Regions from separate parts of the Mus musculus genome. Here all the other regions are linked to region 1. The links are chromatin contacts, called in public HiCAR-type and promoter capture Hi-C maps. All regions are on one chromosome and are shown on one strand. Each heading gives the region's core, a stretch centred on a gene start, on an enhancer-like site or on the middle of the called end of the contact. The rest is flanking DNA. Distances are from core to core; before and after follow the strand shown.

Evidence for each region. HiCAR-type assays count read pairs that join an accessible place to other places. Capture Hi-C pulls out chosen DNA fragments and counts their contacts.
Region 2: a HiCAR-type map of astrocytes shows a contact between it and region 1, with 5 times the contacts expected there. The contact joins the promoter of Zfp994 here to the promoter of Zfp160 in region 1. A contact is called at or near these places in 1 of 115 datasets of contacts at active chromatin or transcription factors (astrocytes) and 2 of 9 other capture datasets (adipose tissue and liver).
Region 3: a promoter capture Hi-C map of liver shows a contact between it and region 1, with 5 times the contacts expected there. The contact joins the promoter of Zfp758 here to the promoter of Zfp160 in region 1. A contact is called at or near these places in 2 of 39 promoter capture datasets (hippocampal neurons and liver), 1 of 484 Hi-C or Micro-C datasets (B cells), 1 of 115 datasets of contacts at active chromatin or transcription factors (astrocytes) and 1 of 9 other capture datasets (liver).

What each region holds. Positions count from the first base shown.
Region 1 is chr17:21,007,572-21,010,563 of GRCm38.p6, reverse strand. It overlaps Zfp160 (zinc finger protein 160), which reads right to left and starts at 1,623. Exons shown (of 5, transcript NM_145483.2): 1 at 1,578-1,623.
Region 2 is chr17:22,224,161-22,226,945 of GRCm38.p6, reverse strand. It overlaps Zfp994 (zinc finger protein 994), which reads left to right and starts at 1,332. Exons shown (of 5, transcript NM_001205095.1): 1 at 1,332-1,407.
Region 3 is chr17:22,359,938-22,362,859 of GRCm38.p6, reverse strand. Zfp758 (zinc finger protein 758) reads right to left here and starts at 1,407. Exons shown (of 3, transcript NM_001347330.1): 1 at 1,153-1,407. The coding sequence starts at 1,278. Zfp944 (zinc finger protein 944) reads left to right here and starts at 1,460. Exons shown (of 6, transcript NM_176962.4): 1 at 1,460-1,692.

The DNA.
Region 1 (2,992 bases), core at 374-2,873:
AATGTAAATAAAGAAAATATCTCATAAAAATGTCTATAAAATAATAATAATAAAAAAGATATGAGTTAAAGTACTTAAGTTGGTGCCTGAAGGAGAAAAAACATCACACATTTACTGTGACCGGAGGCAACACATTCTATGCTAAAAGTTAAGTGTTAGGGGGTTAGAAGAATCCCACAGCTCCTCCACACATTACCCCTGTCAAAGAAGGGTGACACTGTCTAAAAAATCTCACATTAGTTCTGGCTGTATAAGGACTATAAAGGATCAGTAAACACCAACAGTATTTATTCATTGAGAAAGTGTCTTAGTTATTTGTCTTAGTATTCCACGCCACCTTTAAAGTCTCCATTTTCCTACCCCAGCTTTCTTCCCACATGCTGGCATTACTGATCTGTGCCACCATGCCTAACACAATACCAGTTAATGCCCATCAGATCAAGTTTTGCAACTCTCTTCCATACCACTAAAATTCAAACAAAAATTAAGGGTTTTTTTATTTCAACAACAAAGACAAGCTCAGTAATAATAACCTTACTATTCCATCAACTTCTGCTTTATCCAGCCTGCCCCTCCCTCATTCTGCACTATCTTATTCACACTTTCTGAAGGGACTTTGCCAGCTCCAGCATGGTGACCATGACTCTGGTAGGCCTTGCCCCTTTCCTCTCTCTGCCTTGCTAAAAACTCTCAGATTACATTCCTAAAGCTACACCCAAAGTCTATTCCTTTATTTGGCCAATTCCTCCTCCTGACACTTACTATGAAGGCCCAGCTATCAAAGCATTGAAGTCTGGCAACCGAAAGGCACCTCTGGCTCACCTAATTAATGTGCCAGCTAAACACCTCGTCCTAATAAGGGGATTCTCATTTTACCTCTATAAGCCGCCATTTGCCTATGGGTCACATCTGTCTCCTCTCTATCTAGAAACAGTCATTTGTCCCACTTCTGGACAAATACTCCTAACCCCTCTCTCTTGCCCCTTTCTGCCCTCTTCTTTGTTCCCTTCCCCTTCTTCCTCTATCTCCTGTCTCTGACCTTTATCCGGGCCTTCTGTACCTCTAAGACAAATAAATCTTTGTGCTGAGAACTTGGTCTGAGAACTTGGTCTTGGAAGTTCTCCCCAGATACTTTCCCTTTCGCTTCCATCGCCTGCTTTTCTTTCTGTCACACATTATGGCAGTTTAGCTGTTCTCTCACCCTCCTCTCCACTCTTGCCAGCATCTCCAGACCCTGCTTTCTTTTTCCTTTCCACCAGGCGCCGCGGCAAGCTGCTCCTCTGCTATTCTGTCACCCGCGGCACTCTCTAGTACCGCATCACCTGGCACTGCCCGCACAAACGATAGTCATGTCTCCTCCCCGACCGCTGAAGCTTTTGAATCCGTGCCCCCGCTCCTTCCTGGCTCCATCCCCTCCCCTGGCTCCGCTGCCATCTCTCTCTCCCACGTTCCTACTTCCTCAGTCTCGCAGCTCTCCGCGTCACCGAGTGGAGCTTTGCACACAAGATGGGGACTCCAGGGCAGAGGTCCGGGTTCTGAGTGCCAGCAACCGGCCTAAAGAATCTGGGAAAACTCACCCAGCTACAAAATTTATGCAGAGCAAAACCGCTTCCGGGTCGCTGCGCAGGAGTGCATTCAGCATTCGCGGTCAGATCCGGGGTAAAATAAGGCGGGACCAGAGAACAAGTGATTGACGCTAACAAGGGGCGGTACCTAGAAAGGAAGCTGCTCTGAGAAGGAAATTTTAGGGCATGCTGGCCACTGCGTGCTAGTGGGACTTGGAACAGGAAACTGTTGCTTGGAGGGGACAGTATTTAAAGAAATGTTTATGGGCTAGAGAGGACCTGAATGCTGAGAATGGCGTGGTGAGGGCTTAGAACTGTTTCGGAAAACAGCGGGGTGGGGGTGGAGGGTCAAACCAAATAATGGACTAGAAGGGAGTGTGGGGATGCATTGGAGAGTAGGATAGTGCTCAAGTACAAGTGGGCATGGGTCTGGCTCTACAAGGGGATTCAGAGTAGGTTGTGTTCTTGGTGCACAGTTCTCAGTCCCTCCTTATTCTCCCACAGGTTCCTAGCTCTAAGGAGCAGGGCTCCTGAGCATTGTCAATCAGTAACCATGCATAGGTAGGAGAGTCGGGGACGATGGTGAATATAAGCAAGCATTGATTTTATTTTTAATTCGAAGAGTTTTATATATAAAAACAATTACCTATTTTAAAAGTTATATTTTCTGTTACAAAAGAGAATTGCATTCACAAAGGTCATGAACGATTGGCATTGAAGATCGATTCTTTTTTTAAGTGCCAACTTTTCTCTTTGTAATAAAAATAACAATTTAAAAATATTTTAAGTGCTTTTTGGCTTGAAAGTTTGAAACAGCATATAAGCTATTTTGGCATTCTCATTGAAAGTTCTTACTGTATCTACTTTAAATAGAAACAAACTCTTGCATACAAGTACATGTGTTCTAAAGGATGTTTGTGACAGCAGTCTGCAGATGTAACTGTCAAAGGTCAGCGGGAATAATTTGAGGAATGGCTAATGAAAAATATTTCTTCTCATTTCCACCATGTAGCATATCTACAGTTCATCAAACATTTCCAAAGGAAGTACACATAGAATTCAACAAACTATCACCAGTATAGAATAATGAGATGCACTGAGTTTCCCTGGTACTTCACCATTGCAAAGTACTTTCAGATACATACTTTTAAATATATAATGAATAGTAATCATTTCACCCTACACTACTGTCTCATGATCCCTACTACTTCCTGCTGAACATTTTAATATATGCATTATGTTAGTAGAAAGTCATTTGCTATTCATCCTATTGAAAGCAGTTGCTCAGAGTCTGGACATCCTCTCTGCAAATGTCCTTCAAAATGCCATGTCCTTGGGCAGGTTGCCCCCCTAAATCTGAAGCAGAGGTAAGAAAAAGAGAAGAGGAAACAAAGATATTTAAAATATGGTATTGCTCTTGAGAACCA
Region 2 (2,785 bases), core at 83-2,582, 1.2 Mb before region 1:
CAAGTACCAGATTCTGAGCTACAGACCAGAGTGATAAAATGAATGCCCTTTCCCGTGAGAATTCAAGTATTACCATGTCCATTTTCCTTACCATTCTGATCCCGAATCCATGAATCCCATCTGCATGGAATTTTAAGTAGTATAAACTCAGATCAGAAGGCATTTTATTTTTCCTGGCTATCAAAATTCTGTTGTACTATCACTGTATTTTTGCTTACAGGAACTGGGGCTGACGCTGGTGTTTTCATTCATGTTATGATTGTCAGACAATTTATAGGAAAATATTTGTGCAAACTATTTGCATTATCTATTTTCTTTGCTATTGTGGCCATGACAAATATCTTGGAGTTTAACTTTATCAGTGCTTTCCACTACCCTGTTATACAGCTTTTGTTTCTACAGAGTGACCTTTGTCCCTGGAGCTCCCCAGAGAGCTTGCAGAGCACCCTCCCATCATTCTCTGTCCCATCTGTCTTTATCCACATTTTCATCTCAGTGGTCCCTCTTATACTTCATGTATGCTTTGATACATGGTTTGGAAGGAAGCCAAACTTTGTGAGTCATTTTTAGTATTGTGTGTTGGGGTGCAACATAAGAAATTGGAATTTATCTCTTAAACTCTTGTCTCCCTTGCCTCTACCTCCCTAGTGCCTCTCCCTGCCCTCCATTCCTTTCCACCCTCTTTCCAGGAGGGCATGGCCAGCCTCCACTTACCTACTCTCTCCTTCTGTCTTTCTCTGCCTCTACTACTCTCTTAACTCCCATCCGCATGCCCTAAATAAACTCTATTCTATACTTTAAAAAAAAAAAGAAAAGGAATTTAACGCCTAGGTTATATTTTGCTGTGCGATTGTAGCCGAGGAGGCTAGCGTCCCAAGCTAAGAAGTTGGGCTGCCTATTTATTATCTGAGGGTTTCAGAACTACCTCTCAGATGTCAGAGTGCAGCATCATACAGAACCAGTTTTTCCTAGTCTGTCAGCAAGCAGCAGGGAGGTTGTGCAGAGCAGGTCCACAGGTGGAGCTGTGAGGCAGGAAGCCAATGACTGAGTGGGAGGGAATGGAATCCCCGGGGCAGGGATAAAGGCAAGACCAGGACATTGACCAGACAGGAAAAAAAGTATTAAAAATTAAGGTTGAGAAAGCGCTTGCTCACAAAGTGTTTGGGGGAACCACGTGACCCTAAGTATGGTTTATTGGGCGGGTCTAGGAGAACAGCTCCTAAGATCCAGGCCGGAGTGACAGGAACTTCCACCAATCAACTTTCTACCTTTCGGTTTCTGCGTCCTAGCTGTCTCTGGACCCGGAAAAGTCTCCTCAGAAGCATTTCCGTGGCGGAGGGCCTGGGGAGGCGGCAGTCGGCAGTGCAACTGTTGGCACAGCAGCCCGGCGGCCCCGAAAGGTCCCAGGTTAGAGGCGCTGCGGGGCTGGGAAACGGGAGGGAGCGGAGCAGCGGGGTGTTTTCCTCAGCTGCTCTTAAGGACGCCGCTCTCACAGTTCTGTCATTGGTTTCTTACCACTGACCGGAAGTTTCAGATCCTGTGACCTGGGATTTATCGTGATTCTTTAAAAATGTATTTTACAATTACTGGAATATTCAGTCATAAAATCACTGGTAAACCAGAACACCCTCCCCGCCCCAACCTAAGCTCCCTGGGACTAAACCACCAACCAAAGAGTAGACATGCAGGGACCCATGGCTCCAGCTGCACACTTAGCAGGAAATGGCCTTATTGGTCATCACTGGGAGGGGGAGCCCCTTGGTCCTGTAGAGGCTCAATGACCCAGGGTAGGGGAATGCTAGGGCGCTGAGGTAGAAGTGAGTGGGTAGGTGGGGGAGCACACTCATAGAGGCAGGGGGATAGTGGGTTTGTGGAGGAGAAACTTGGAAAGGGGATAATATTTGAAATGTAAAAAAAAAAAAAAAAAAAAAAAAAAAAAAAAAACCAATAAAAACACGAAGAAAAAAAAACTTGTTATAGAGCGGTTGCATTATCTATTTCCTAATATGACAATTACAAAGATAGTGGAAAGTAAATTTGTTCTTGCTTTCTTGCCTTGTTTTACTAATTGCTTGTTCAAGAGAATGCCTTTGGCCCGGTTAATAGGCATCCACAGAGAGCTTTGCATATAATATTATATGAGGAAACAGTGCCCATTTATTGAACCAAAAATATAGTTTATCGAGCCCTACTGTTATGGGTGTAAACACTAATATTTACTAAGCAGACTTTTTAGTGGCCATGAACTTTTTAATCAGAATTGTATGCAGTTTAGGATGTAAGTAAAACATTCAGAAATATGTCTTCATATGCTGAGTTCTTATGTTACTCCTTGGGTCCAGGCAAGCCCAATATTGCAGTCTCTTAAACCAGACTATAGATTAAAATAAAGTTTTAGAAAACATCTTTTGAATAATTATGATCACTTCCCTGTATCAGAAAATTGTCTCTTTGGTTGAAGGAAAGCACTTTGCCCTCACATAGGTGGCCAAGCTGTTGTTTTTTACTTTAGGGTTTGTTATCATTCAGTGCTGTGTCTGTGGACTTCTAGTAGGAGAAATGGGAATTCCTAGACCCTGCAGACAGGGCTTTTGGCAGAGATCTCTTTTGGACAGTGCAGCAGTCTGGTTTCTGTTAATGACAATAGTTTTCCTGAAGTCTCCCTAGCTCTTCCTCAGAGTTCAAGGGAGAATGACTGTTCATGTGTCTGAGCCTACATGCTTAGAGGAAAAGAGACATTTTTATTTCTGATATTTTCTCTCTCCTTCATGTTTATCCTTTTTTA
Region 3 (2,922 bases), core at 158-2,657, 1.4 Mb before region 1:
AAGGTATGACCATCCAGAGACTGTCCCACCTGGGGATCCATCCCATATACAGTCATCAAACGTAGACACTATTGTGGATGCCATCAAGTGCTTGCTGACAGAAGCCTGTTAGAGCTGTCTCCTGAGAGGCTGTGCCAGTGCCTGACAAATATACAGGTAGATCCTCGAAGTCAACCCCTGGACTGAGCACAGGGTCCCCAATGGAGGAGCTACCGAAAGGACCCAAGGAGCTGAAAGAGCTTGCAGCCCCATAGGAGAAACAATATGAACTAACCAGTATCCCGAGAGCTCCCAGAGACTAAACCACCAACCAAAGAGAACATACACATGGTGAGACTCAAGGTTCCAGCTGCATATGTAGCAGAGGATGGCCTAGTTGGTCATCAATGGGAGATGAGGCCCTTGGTCCTATGAAGGTTCTATGCCCCTGTGTAGGGGAATGCCAGGGCCAGGAAGTGGGAGTGGGTGGGTTGGGGAGCAGGGGGTGAGGCGGTGTATTCGGAGGAGAAACCAGGAAAAGGGATAACATGTGAAATATACATAAAGAAAATATCTAGTAAAAATTAGGCAATTTAAAAAATAAATCAGCATATGAAGACGCATTTCTGAATGCTTTACTTACATCCTAAACTGCATACAACTCAGACGAATAATTCATGGGCAATAAAAAGTATGCTTAGTAAATAGTAATGTTTACAATCATAGCCGTAGCATAACACAAAGTATATTTTCTCGTTCAAAAAAGTGTGCACTGGTTCTTCATATGATTACTATATACACAAAGTTCTACATAGCAGGGTAAAACGTATCCTCTTGAATAAGCAATTAGTAAAACACAGGAGTTAGAAAATATGAATAAATTTACATTCCGTAAGCTTTGTGATTGACACAATAGCAAACAGCAGATAATACAACTGGTCTATCATTTTTAATGAGTTATTTTACGACTGAATATTCTGTTAACTGGAGGATAAATGAAAAAAAACCATGATAGACCAACTGTTCATAAGATCTCAACTTCCTGACAACTGTAAGAGATCCACATCAGAACTGTGAGAGCGGCGTCCATAAAAACAGCTGCGGAAGCCCCCCCCCCCCCCCCACCTCCCCGCTCCGCTCCCTCCCGTTTCCCAGCCCCGCAGCGCCTCTGACCTGGGACCTTCCAGGGCTGCGCTGCTGACTCTCCCAGGTCCGCAGCCACAAAACAGAGTCTGAGGAGCTTTCCGGTTTCCGAAGGAAACTGGGGCCGAAAAACCAGCGCTCAGTTCGAGTACACATGGATTACACAGGTAGCAAGGGGAGTGGTGGCTTTTCACGTCATTCTGGCCTGGACATTTGGAGCTGGCGACCTAGAAGAGAACGCAGCTGGACGGACTCTACCAACGTAATTAAGGAAGTGAAAGCGGCGGGCCTGAAGGCGTTAGCGCTGTCACGTGACCGGAACCGTGGTGTCCTGGGCGGGGCTAGGGGAGCCGCTCCAAAGATCGTGGCCAGAGACTGGGAACCGCGTCCCCTTAGGTACCTGTTGGAGCCAAGTTGTCTCTACTCCCACTGCGGGCGACTTACCCTGGCCTGGTTCTTTTCGAAGGCCGTAACTCTCCTCAGATGCGGTTTCCTGTGCTGACCTGGGAGAGTCAGCCATCAGCCGCGCAGCCGGGGGCACCGCAGCCCGGCGGCCCTGGAACCTTCCAGGTCAGAGGAGCTGCGGGGCTGGGAAATGGGCTGGAGCGGAGCAGGGGCTTGTTTTCTGCAGTTGCTCTTAAGGACGCCGCGCTCACAATTATGCTGTGGATTTTTATCATTGTCAGGAGGTTTGAGATCCTATGAACTGGGTGTATCGTGCTTTGTTTGTTTGTTTGTTTGTTTTCATTTATCTTATGGTTACCAGAATGATTTCCGAAAATAGTGTCGTAGAACATTTGCAGTACTGTAGTTTGCACACGGGGTTCTCTTTGTAACAGCAGTTACAAAGCTTCTCGAACTTAGATTTCTTAACTCCCTTGACCCATCATTTGCCTACTCAGGAGAGAGTGGCTTATGGCCTGGGAAATAGGCATCCTCAGAGGGCTTTGTAGGTAGAAGTAAAAAGAGGAACCAGGGCAGACTTGACTGACTCAGAAAGTAAGGGTCCAGACTTAACCAGGATGTGATTGGAAAGAGAGAGGTGGAGTTGGACAAAGGAAGAGAAGGGAAGAGAGAATAGGGGGCAAGAGAAGAAGCGGGAGCCAAGAAAGCACCTAGCCAAAGTTGTCTCCTTTGATACTGTTTGGTTTTGGATGCCAGGACAATGGACTGAGGTGCATATTTTAAATATCAAAGCAGACCTGACCTCAGGGTTCTACCAACCTGAGAGGCCCTGCCCTCAATCCTAACTTTTCAGCCCAGGGTCCTGGTTGCCCTTCCACTAGAGGTGCCTCCCTATATAATCCAAACGTTTTGGTCTCTATCTCTCTTCCTCCTCTTCTTCTTCCTCTTCCTCCTCTACTGTGGATGGGCCTGTTCTTGTGAACCAGTCCCCTAATGAATATAGGAGCCAATCACTGGGTGAGTACATGGGACTTTCAGGTTGGACATAGGAAGAGAGTAAACAAGAGAGAGTCGGGTCCTTTTGGAACCAAGACAGCATATGGGTAAGATGTAGCTGCTTGAGTGTCCCAGTATCATGGCAGATCCACAAGGATCAACCACTAGAAGAATAAGAGTACAAGGCTTACAAGATTAGGTTTTCAGGGTTGTGCCCAGAGATTGAGTTACTATTGTTTCTGAATTAAGTTTGTGTTGCATTATCCTTCACATAGTGGCTTGCATGGGTTCAAGAAAGAAAGGTACAGCAGCAAAGCGAGGGTTTGCCAGATGTGTACCACAAACGATGTGGGGGACTTAAAGCACAGGGTTGCTGTGGTAACAACCTGCCAGTGGGAA